Regions from separate parts of the Mus musculus genome. Here regions 2 and 3 are each linked to region 1. A link is a contact called in public Hi-C and promoter capture Hi-C data. All regions are on one chromosome and are shown on one strand. The core of a region is the stretch at or near the end of the contact, and the rest is flanking DNA. Distances in the headings are between cores, read along the strand shown.

Region 1 (3,699 bases), core at 701-3,200:
TATCCTGTAACAGTGGTCTATGAGGAGATATCTTATCTAAACCATTATATCTCTGAGCCATTATAGCCATGAGCTTTGTTAAGTTGGACGGTTTACCTGTGTATGTTCAATGTAAATACTTTATCTTTAAAGCCATTCCTGGGGTGTGCCAGGCTCCTTTGTGTTCTTCTCACATATACTTGAACCAAGACTAAAGCACTTCTCATAGGCTCACCTTTTAACACTTTAGGCCTGTTTCCAAGCTGTTATAAGAGAATGCAACTTTTCTTTCCAATGAGTGCCTGGTCTTTTCCATCACATTAGTTTTGCCAGCAGATCTCAGAGACCTGACAGTTTTCCCAGCCCTTATGCTGCACAGATATAGACTCTCTGCAGTTTTGTGCATAGCTCTGGTGTGTGATTCAATAAATTACTTGCCATTCTTCCAATACCTTACTGCTTGTTTCTCTTCAGCAAATGTTCATTCAACCAAAGCCTACTGACATCCCACAGTATGTCAAACACTGTGCTGGGTGCTGTGCATATAAAATGAATAAAACACTATTTTGTATTTGTCCATTCTGCTTCAGCAAATCTGGGGCAAAAACAGTACTTTTGTCTAGGAGTTCAGTCAGTAGTGTAGAAAACAAAGATAAACACGCCTCTCATGGTACAGCGTTAAGCATCACACACTATCATATGGGGAAACAGAACTTTATCTAGGGGGACTCTCTTTTCTGTGTGGTCTTTATTTCATTTCCACTTGTCTGTGTTTATAAGTAGAAGTTTGCCAAAGGACAGGGCCAGTGTAAAGATCAGGGAAAGCAGGGCATCTAAGGCACAGGAATTGGTTTGAAAGAGGCTCTGAAATGGTAAGAGGAAGGTCCTGGAGTCTTCAAGCAGGTGGATGGGCTTGGTGTGGAATCCTGTGTGGAACAGAGAGTATAGGAAGGATCAAACCCAAAGGACTCAGTTGAAGCACAGGGTAGAATTTCATTCCAAAGGCAAGTGGGGGAGGAAATTACCAAATGAAGACTCAGGAGCTAGAAGCTGCGGTGAAAGCCTGCTAACTCTGAGAGGCAGAAAAAGTACTCAGCTGACCTTCCCACTCCACCGACTTCTCAGAAGGAAAAGCCCCTTCTCCTTCATGCACTCTTAAATACCCTTCACCTCAAACTCTCTCCTTTCTCTTGCTCATGTTCACTCTCTTGTCAGCTGGCTACTTGCTCTGCCGCCTGATCTAGGGTTGACTTTATTTAGCTCTTGGATTAATGTGCGCGCTAGGTAGGGGTGAGCCAGGCTACCTATACTTGTTTACAGTAAACAGAAAGTTCTAGGATCAAAGGCTGAGCCACAGTTATTAACAGATTCTTCCAGTTCACAATCTCAGGGCTCATAATGTGATCCAATATCCTGCAACCGGAAACTGTTTAAGCAGGGCAGTTGGATAATCAGATCTGTTTCTTACATGGTGGGTCTTACCAACTCAATTAGATGGCATTCAGGTTTCGGCGTCTGAAAGAGTGTATGCTGCTTGCACGGTGTGAATTGATTTTTATGCCTCGAAAAGGCATGTGTCCAGCATACTCACTTGTACTCTAGTGCCCACTTGTGCCAATGTTAATTGGGCCAAGAAAGTGACTTTTTTTACCCCCAAGTCTGTCCTTAAAATGCCTAGCTTCTTTATCTAGGGTTGGGTATAAATACACACAGCTTTTGTCTGTCTAAACCTTAATCTTTCCACTTTGTCACCTTTGCTGTAAACGCACGGTTCAGGATTAGGCTCTTCCTTTCCCAGCACTCGAATCCCAAGATTGCACGTTGCCGGGAGTCACGCCCATCTAGGAAATTGCCGGAGCAGGAAGTTTGTCCCTCTCGGCGCGCTGTCCTGACGTAGTCGTGCGCAGGCGCAGTTCTTCATTCGGCGGCGTGTTCTTCTCATCTAAGTTCCTGGTTCCCGGGCTGTGTGCGACGCCGGCTTTTCGCGGTCTACTTACTCCCTTGGCCGGCTCTGGACTGTCGCTCTCTGCCTTTCAGCGCCGGGACCACTGCTTGTGCGCGCACTGCACGCCTCCTCACGCGACAAGCTCATGGCGGAGCGCGGGGAACTCGATCTGACGGGCGCCAAACAGAACACCGGCGTGTGGCTGGTCAAGGTGAGTGAGACGCGAGCCCCGCGGGGCGCTTCCGAAAGTTCTGGGTCCGTCTTGCTCGGGCCACCGCTGTTCTGAGAAGCGGGTCGCTGTTGCGTCCGTTTGCAGGTTGGAGAAGTTACTTTAGGGGACACAGGGCGTCTTTCAGGCCGTCTCTCAATTTCATCCGCCCACCATGGAACTAACTCTCTTTACCGCCAAGACCTGGCCTTCCTGGAGTCCTGACCCGGTGGTCCCCGAGTGGGCAGTACATTTACCCCAGGTCGGAAAAGTCCTTGCGGTTTTCTTTTTGGTAAGGTTAACTTTAGTTATGAACGTGTATAAATTACTTGAATAGATATTCCGTACAGTTTTCTGGACCACAAAGTGGAGCTGGTCCCTGTGTACTCTGTTGTTTTGAAACAATCTCTCTGTGTAGACTTGGCTAGCCTGGAACTCGCCATGTAGACTCCTGTCGCTTTACACGGCTAGTGTTGCCTGGGTTGGTAATTCAATTGGAGCCTTCGAAAGACCTAGAAGTTCTGAATTCAAAGAGAAGTTGTTGACTTCGTGTTTTTAAAGAGCGAGTTTAGGATTCATGAAACCAACCAGCAGTAAATGTTTTAAGTGGTCATGCGGCAGACCTCGTTTGCCCCAGTGGTCGCCATCTATTCGGGTCACTTTTTTTTATATGGGGTGGGAGGCTCTGTGGGGAATCTCATTCTGAAAAACCATATTTAAATGGGATCATGAAAGTTTCCCAAACTTGTTTTTTAAATGGTTTATCTTTGTAATGAGTGTTTTAAGTCCATGGCTGAGTTCTCATCAAGACAAAGTGTTTCTTCCTGTCCTTTTCTCTGAAACAGCTCTCGTCGTTTGCCAGCACAGCAGACTATGTTAAGTTCTTCAAACCCCTGAACAGTTTCTAGTGCTCCTTTGTACCTGTCTGTATCTATTGTTGATGCCCCTACCCCCAAGTCACTTTCTTTGCACTTTGATTAGTGTTTGGCACATATTACTTTTCCAATATGTGATGAATATAAGAAATTGAAAAGGCACACGCCTTTAATTCCAGCACTCGGGAGGGAGAGGCAGGTGAGTGAGTTCCAGGACAGCCAGAGCTATACAGAGAAACCCTGTCTCGAAAAACCAAAAAGAAAAAGAAAAGGCTGTATGTCAAAGAGACACAAACTAAAGTGGGTAGGAGTTAGTCCTGTCAGTTTCATCGGCGGGCGATTAATGAAACACACCTCTGGGTGTTTCTGGTGCTGTTTCTGGAGGCAAAGTAGGTCACAGGGCTATGATCTAATTAAGGGATTAGTTACTCTGTTGGTGGATTTATAATGTGACTTCTCTGGGAGGTAGTGAAAGGTAGTGGGGCGGGGCCTAGTTGGAAGAAGTAGATTCTGGCTGTATGTTCTTAGGGCTGCCCTGGCCCTCTCTGTATCTCCTCTATATCATGGCCACTGTGGAGTGAGCTGCAGCACTTTTCCTTGTTTTTCCCACCATGACAGATAGAAACTGAGATACCCAGTGCAAAATAAATCTTAAATTGTTTCTGTCAGATATTTGGTCACAGTGACTAAGT
Region 2 (3,699 bases), core at 531-3,030, 470 kb before region 1:
AAGACCCATGGAGGGAGTTACAGAGACAAAGTTTGGAACTGAGACGGAAGGAAGGACCATGCAGAGACTGCCCCACCCGGGGAGCCATCCCATAATCAGCCACCAAACGCAGACAGTTGCATACGCCAGCAAGAATTTGCTGACATGACCCTGATATAGCTGTTTCGTGTCAGGCTATGCCAGTGCCTGGCAAATACAGAAGTGGATGCTCACAGTCATCTATTGGATGGAACACAGAGCCCCCAATGGAGGAGCTAGAGAAAGCACCCAAGGAGCTGAAGGGGTCTGCAACCCTGTAGGAGGAACAGCAATATGAACTATCCAGTACCCCCAGAGCTCATGTCTCTAGTTGCATATGTAGCAGAAGATGGCCTAATCGGCCATTATTGGGAGAAGAGGCTCTTGGTCTTGCAAAGATCATATGCCCCAGTTCAGGGGAATGCCAGGGCCAGAAAGTGGGAGTGGGTGGGGTGGGGAGCAGGGCGGGGGGAGGGTATAGGGGACTTTCGGGATAGCATTTGAATTGTAAATGAAGAAAATATCTAATAAAAATTGTTTAAATAAAAAAATTAAAGGAATTAACAAACATCTCTAATAACATTCCTAAATGTAAATTGAAAGATGAAACTTAGTTGAAAGGACAAAATCCAACTAGCTGCTGTCTCACGGGAAAGGGTCTCCTAGACAAAGACTGAAAGCACGAAGTCAGTTTACTAAGCAAATGGAAGCCTAAATTAGCAAGCAATCCAGCGCACGCACACACACACCATACACACACCACACAGATACACATCAAGGCTGGATACCTTAGAAAGGAAACGTCTAGACAAAATCAGAAAAGTAACGAAGGCAGATTCACCAGTGGACAGAAATAAAGGGCAGATAGATTCCGACAGGAACAACCCATTCTCATCAAGAAGTCGTCCAGACTAAAAGCCAATGAAGAAACTTGGGTTGATCTACAGCACTGATGTATTTACCAGAACACTGCGCCCAAGGCTGCAGAAGACCTTCTTCTCAGTAGTTCCGGAGCTTTCTCCAAAATGCATCACATTTTAGGTCACAATGAGACTACACACACACACACACACACACACACCACACACACACACACACACCACACCACACCACACCACACACACACACACCACACACACACACACACACACCACACACCACACACACATACATACCACACACACACACACACACCACACACACACACACACACACCACACACACCACACACACACACCACACACACACACCACACACACACACCACACACACACCACACACACACACACACACCACACACACACCCCCCCCACAGACACACACCACACACACAGACACACACCACACACAGACACACAACACACACACACACACACACACCCACACACACACACCACACACACACACACACACACTCCCCTGAAATGGTTCCTTGTCTCGAATCAGATCACAGTGGAACAAGACTTGGATTTAGCAGTAAGAGAAACCACAATAGCCACACAAATACTTGGAGATTGAACAATATTGTCTAGAACAGTCATTAAATCAAAAGGAAGATTTTGAGGTTCTAATAATCAAGTGAAAATGAAAGCATGACTTAGCTCTGGCTTGTAGCTGAGGCAGCTCCAAGATGAAAGGTCATAGTTCTAAGTACTTACATTAAAAAAAAAAAAAATCAGGTGGAGGGAGGGGTGGGGTGGGGTGGGGAGGGGTGGAGGCAGGGAGCTGGCAGGCAGGTGAAGGTACTTGCTGGCCAGGCAGGTGACCTGAATTTGTCCCCTAGAGCTGGCATGGTCTAAGGAGAAGGCAGAGGGCACTGCAGCAAGTTACCCTTTGACCTCTGTGTGTTCTGTGGCATGCGCACATAGACAGACACACATAAATAAATAAATAAATAAATAAATAAAATTAAAAAAATAACTGGAGAGGTCCCAAGTCAATAAATTAATGATGGACTTCCAGGTCTTAGAAAACAAGAAGAAGTCCAACCCCAAAGCTGTGGACAGAAAGAAAGAACGATGGAGCCAGAAGCCTGAAGAAATGCGAACACGTTGGTTCTTTGAGAAACATAAAATTAACAACCTTTTATCCTGACTAACCAAGGGAAAGAAAGACCTAAATGAATAGCTGAGATCAAATTCCAGTAAATTCAAATGGAATGCAAATGAGCACTAGTGTTTTGAAAATTATAACAAACAAACAAACAAATTTATGGAAGAAATGGAGATGCTGAAGTACAGAGCGCCGACCAAAAACTCAAGTCAGTGGGCACCAGCAAGCTGAGCAGATCCGCAACAAGCAATGATACTGAAAGAGCAACAGAAAGACAGTCCAGGCTTGGAGGCTCTCACTGCTTTTACCACTTTTAATAAACTGAGAGCTAACTGAGGGTCTGCAAACAATTCCATTAGGGCAAAGTCCCTTGACCTGAAGGGGGCCTGAGGACTTCACTACATTACAGGGAACTCTACCAAAGCCGCTTCTAGGAAGCCACTACTATTGTGCTATCAAAACCAGATAAGGATGGGGACACACATAGATGCTCGATTATGCGCTCAAGCAACCCCCCCACACACACACCACAGACAGACACACACACACACACCATACACACACCACACAGACACACATCAAGAATCCAGATGAACAATAGCACACACAAAATTTCAATAAGTACTTGCAAACCAATTTTCAGGAAACAGTAAGATCACAGCTACCATGACCACAGTGGCTTCCTTCTAGGGAATACAGAGATCAACAAAGGCAAATCAGTGAAGGACCACACTGGATGGCTTCCTCCACGGGAAGGAAAACACCTTGTCCTTGCTGGAGTAGAGATCTACTCTGCTTATGCCATTTGCCATTCCTGAATGTGACGCTTTTGCCAAAACCACCACCGGAGGACTGACAGAATGCCTTCCTTCTCCACCATCACAGCACGCTACACGGTATTGCTTCTGACCAGAGCAGTGCCACAGTGGCCCACCCGCCTTCCCATGCTCCCCACCCCCCTGAAGTAGCTGGCCTGACAGACAGATGGGATGAACTGCTGAAGACACAGTTACAATGCCACTCATTTAGGGGACAGCAGCTACAACCAACCAGTGTTGGCAAAGCTGTCAGAAGCATCTAGTGGGGAAACACAGAGCTTTTAATAGAAGATTCTGGAAGAAATAGGAAGAAATAGGATATCCACATGAAAAAGAATTAAACCAATCCCTAACTCCAGCCCCTTTCCCTCCCCCCGCCCCCATTCCTCATACTCATACACACACACACACACACACACACACACACACACATCAATTCAAAACTGATAAATGACTGTAACGTATGACTCGAAACTGACTCTGTTACACAAAACCACAGGGAACACAGCTCTAGATACGAGAATAGGCAAGGACTTTCTGGAGAGAATTTGGTTAGTACTGAAAGCAATCCAGTTTCCTCAGTACATGTATGAAATTAATTAAAAGATTTCTATACATCGAAGGATACAATCACAAAACTGGCTTCTGCTTAAGTGTTCTGTTCCTGACTCACCCCAAATAATAATAAATTCTACTTAACATTCTTTTCCTTAACCTCGCCTGGCAAGCCCTGCCACCACCCTGCCACAGCCTTATACAGCAAGGCTTCTAGATCAGCGTTACCCCGTGCTCTAGGGGGATGCAGGGGAAC
Region 3 (3,699 bases), core at 597-3,096, 450 kb before region 1:
CTAGGTTTAAAAGTGATGGATCAAGCAGGATCCCTCTATCTCCGTCAGCCTTACAGTGACCTGGTGTTCTCTGCTGTGAAGTGGGCTTCAGCCCACGGGGTTTACCCCCACTAGCCTGGCTCACTGGATGGGATCTAATGTGTGACTGGCACTTTGATAGGCCTCTCTCTGCAAACCTCAACCACAAACCTCAACCACAAGCCTTTTTATTCCTATTTTCAAATGTACTCACATGATTTTGTGTCTGTCAACTAAAATCTCACTGCTAAAAATGTTTGCCATATACCTTTTAGTCGCTATATGGAACACAGAGACCTGCAACTGTTGTGATGCGTGAAAGAGGTCTTCACGGGTCAAAACCTAGAGGTAATCATTAGGAACATACTAACTGGAAGAGAGGCTGTCTCATAGGCCTTGTCGCTTGTCCATCTCATAAGCCACGCTTGCTTCCTTAGTCATTCTCCTTTTGATCCTGAACTTGTGTAAACCACTAGAAACAGTGCCTGACAGAAACTATTACCGGAGACTCAATTCCAGTCCCCACGAGTCAACCAGGGCCATGAAGCAGCCCGTGGAAAGCCGTCCCACCTCTTCTACCCGAGCCTCTGCTTGGCAGTTTGCTAGAAAAGGCCTTTGTGAGAGATCAGGCTGCTAGACGGCTCCTGCAGGTACCAAGAAGCAGCTCCCAGCAGTGTGGTAGGAAAGCCAGTGTAACTCATGAAGGAAGAGCGTGACTCACTAGGTCTACGGTTCTTACAGTCGGGCTCTTGAGGGACATTCTGGCTACAATGCATTCTGTTGACCTGACGGGCAGTTCCATGGTTAGCACTCTGAACATGATCTGACCATCGAAGGAAAAGTATAAATTATTCACTAAAGGCTGTTAGAACAACTGGGAGCCAGAAAAGTAAACAGACACAGAGTCAGACAGAGACACAGGAAAAGAGAGACAGAAACTGACAGACAATTTGGCCCCCAAGTGGGCCAAAAAAAAAAAAAAAAAAGGATAATTTTCTTTTATCCTTGAGTAAGTCTTGACTCTGAGCTCCAATTATGGAGGAGAACTTTGAAAAATTTTACTATATAAAAAAAAAAGACATAACCTCTGCATGAGCTAAACACAGGACCCACCATAAACAAACTTACAACAGCCAACTGTCAAACAGGGAGAAATATTTACTACTTTTCATATCATGTATAAAAGTCCAACACCAACAAAAAAATCCTGGCAGCGTACAAATAAAATACACATATAAAGAGAACTTTAGCAAAGAGCATGTGAGTCAGAATCGCTCTGTGCAGCGATTCTGAATCGCTCAGGTCCAGTCGTGCAAAAACACAGCAGTAAGAAAACAGATTCTCATGCATTGTGTCTAAGTAAACTACAACTCTCAGGCTGGGTGGTGGTGGTGGCGCACGCCTTTAATCCCAGCAGTCGGGAGGCAGAGGCAGGTGGATTTCTGTGAGGTGAGGTCAACTGAGTGAGTTCCAGGAGAGCCAGGGCTACACAAGGAACTAGGGGGGGGGGGGGGACTCCACTGGGCATTTAACTCACACAAATGCAAATGCACTTAGGAAAGGGCAGGTGCAAAGTCACTCTTTACAGAATTCCATTTGTAGTAGAAAAGGCCTAAATATGAAAGGGTAACTAAGGAACAAAGGGACTGTCAAGGGACAGGACGAGCCAGCTGTGGTGACATCCTAGGAGATCCAGAACAGGACAGACAGGAGGCCAGCCTGGGCTGCACAACAAAAACTAAGAAGCTGTTTGCTGTCTGGAAAGGCTGCAGTGGAGAACAGGACAGGCACGATGACGTGTAGTCTGATGGTTGCCATCGTGTACAGAAAGCATCCACAAGAACACGCAGCAGGCAAATGTCTTCTCACGCGCTTGCTCTACAACAGCTTTTCAAGTGAATGGCTGCAACAGAAACTGAGGCTGATTCAAACAATGGGGGTGGGGAGGGGGCTCACACCCTAAAAGCAGGTTTTTAAACATGTTAGCTAGAATGCAATGTCCCTGAAGTGATATGTTTACTCGGTCTGCAGATTTTTGATATTTATACTGCTAAAAAAAAATTAAATTACAAACAAAGCCAGTTTCATGCTGAACATCATTACTACGCCTGAGAATCTTGGAGGGCACTAGAATAGGTCAACACTACCAGCTCTCTGCTACAGTTTTTCTTCATTCTCCTTGTCTGACTTTAAAAGGTCTCTTAATGTCCAAAGTGTTCCTGAGGACCTGAGGCTCACACAGGCATGTACCAGGAGGGTGACAGGCACTATTTACACGGCAGCCAGACGAGCATCCAATCGCAAACACAGCTAGGCTACTTTCGAAGTACACTCAGTGGCTGCATTATATCAAATAAACGATATTCTTCCTTGTCACAAGAAGCAAACGTCCCAAGTGAAATACTATTTGACTTCTATTTGTGGAAAAACTCAGTGTGCCACCTTAGAAAAGCCCCGGTCCAAAATCCAATAGGAAAGAATTTGGCAGAGGAGCGGGCAGCTTCCTCCCTCAAAGCCAGGCTCGCCCAGGATCCGCTCCTCGTTTCTCTTTTTATGTCTTAGATTCAGCAACACTACTATCAACGGGAGCATCTCAAAGCAGAAAACGAAACACTCCATCTCACACTGCACCATGGAGGATGAAGGGAGAAAGGGGCTGGAGCCTCTCCCCAAGTCTTCACTGTTGGGTGCCACGCCCCTCTTCTTCCGGCCACCCCCTCATTTCTCAGCTCTCCCATGCCAATCAAGCTATAAAAAGCAACTGACCATGGCAGCTGTCAGATCCATCACACCCTCTCTGACTTAGGATTTGCACACACGTGTTTGTTTGTGTGTGTGTGTGTGTGTGTGTGTGTGTGTGTGTGTGTGTGTACAGCACGTGATAAGATTGTCTGCCTATGTATTAAGTCTGATTTATGGATCGTTTTCACTATTAACCTGTGCTCCAAAAAACCTCAAGTTCAGGAACATGATGAAAACCATAGTTACTTTAAGAAAATACTCCCTTCTCATTAAACATTACTAAAAACACTTTGAAAACTGGAATCGTAGGCAGCACCATCCTTGATCCATGAAACCCAAGCTCCTTTCTTCCAGCCCAATGGCACAAATGGAGTATCAGTGACAAGTTTAAAGAAAAAAAAAAGTTTGAAGTCCCCGAAAACCTAATGTGGTGGCACACACCTGTCATTCCAGCACAAAAGGGGTTAAGGCAGGAGACTCTTAAGTTCAAGACCAGCCTAGGCTGTGAAGTGAGGTTATGTCTCCTAAGACAAACACAAAATTGCCTGTACACAATAACTGGCTCTGTCAAAATGGAATAACTGGGCTTAATATGAATCCACAGACTGTTCTTCTCATTAGATTCTAGGAATCTTTCTTTCTTTTTTTCTATTTATTTTTTTATTTTTGTTTTTTCGGGACAGGGATTCTCTGTAGACCAGGCTGTCCTTGAAATCCACCTGCCTCTGCCTCCCAAGTGCTGGGATTAAAGGTGTGCACCACCACTGCCCAGCACCTTCTTTCATTTCTATTTAGAGACTTAACTAGAGACCACAGCCAAGGATGGGTGAGGGGCTTGCTTTAACCTAACACTGTAAAATTCAGAAAAAGCTATCTGACCCGATTTCTATTTCTTCCCTGCCTCCCCCCCCCCCCCCCCCCCCGAGACAGGGTTTCTCT

What was found. Promoter capture Hi-C pulls out the DNA fragments that hold promoters and counts their contacts. A called contact is a pair of places that touch in the nucleus more often than the background predicts.
Region 2: a promoter capture Hi-C map of liver shows a contact between it and region 1, with 2.2 times the contacts expected there. The contact joins the enhancer-like site here to the promoter of Gtf2f2 in region 1. A contact is called at or near these places in 2 of 39 promoter capture datasets (the 3T3-L1 cell line and liver), 1 of 484 Hi-C or Micro-C datasets (palatal mesenchyme) and 1 of 9 other capture datasets (adipose tissue).
Region 3: a Hi-C map of embryonic stem cells shows a contact between it and region 1, with 1.9 times the contacts expected there. The contact joins the enhancer-like site here to the promoter of Gtf2f2 in region 1. A contact is called at or near these places in 5 of 39 promoter capture datasets (the 3T3-L1 cell line, 3T3-L1-derived adipocytes, cranial neural crest and 2 more), 2 of 484 Hi-C or Micro-C datasets (embryonic stem cells and palatal mesenchyme) and 1 of 9 other capture datasets (adipose tissue).

Annotation. Positions count from the first base shown.
Region 1 is chr14:76,009,116-76,012,814 of GRCm38.p6, reverse strand. It overlaps Gtf2f2 (general transcription factor IIF, polypeptide 2), which reads left to right and starts at 1,950. Exons shown (of 8, transcript NM_026816.3): 1 at 1,950-2,135. The coding sequence starts at 2,070. It overlaps Gm36429 (a long non-coding RNA gene), which reads right to left and starts at 2,069. Exons shown (of 2, transcript XR_383601.2): 1 at 1,732-2,069; 2 at 703-905.
Region 2 is chr14:76,481,997-76,485,695 of GRCm38.p6, reverse strand. The region is part of intron 1 of Tsc22d1 (TSC22 domain family, member 1); the gene reads right to left. Among named protein-coding and RNA genes, the nearest start is that of 4930444M15Rik, 37 kb to the left of the region's middle. Within about 2 kb of position 1,780, at least 10 of the 459 cell types and tissues checked have an H3K27ac peak or open chromatin away from gene starts, as enhancers often do. A contact at or near this core is called in liver, where this site is marked.
Region 3 is chr14:76,459,463-76,463,161 of GRCm38.p6, reverse strand. All of the region lies in intron 1 of Tsc22d1 (TSC22 domain family, member 1), which reads right to left. Among named protein-coding and RNA genes, the nearest start is that of Tsc22d1, 45 kb to the right of the region's middle. Within about 2 kb of position 1,846, at least 7 of the 459 cell types and tissues checked have an H3K27ac peak or open chromatin away from gene starts, as enhancers often do. A contact at or near this core is called in embryonic stem cells, where this site is marked.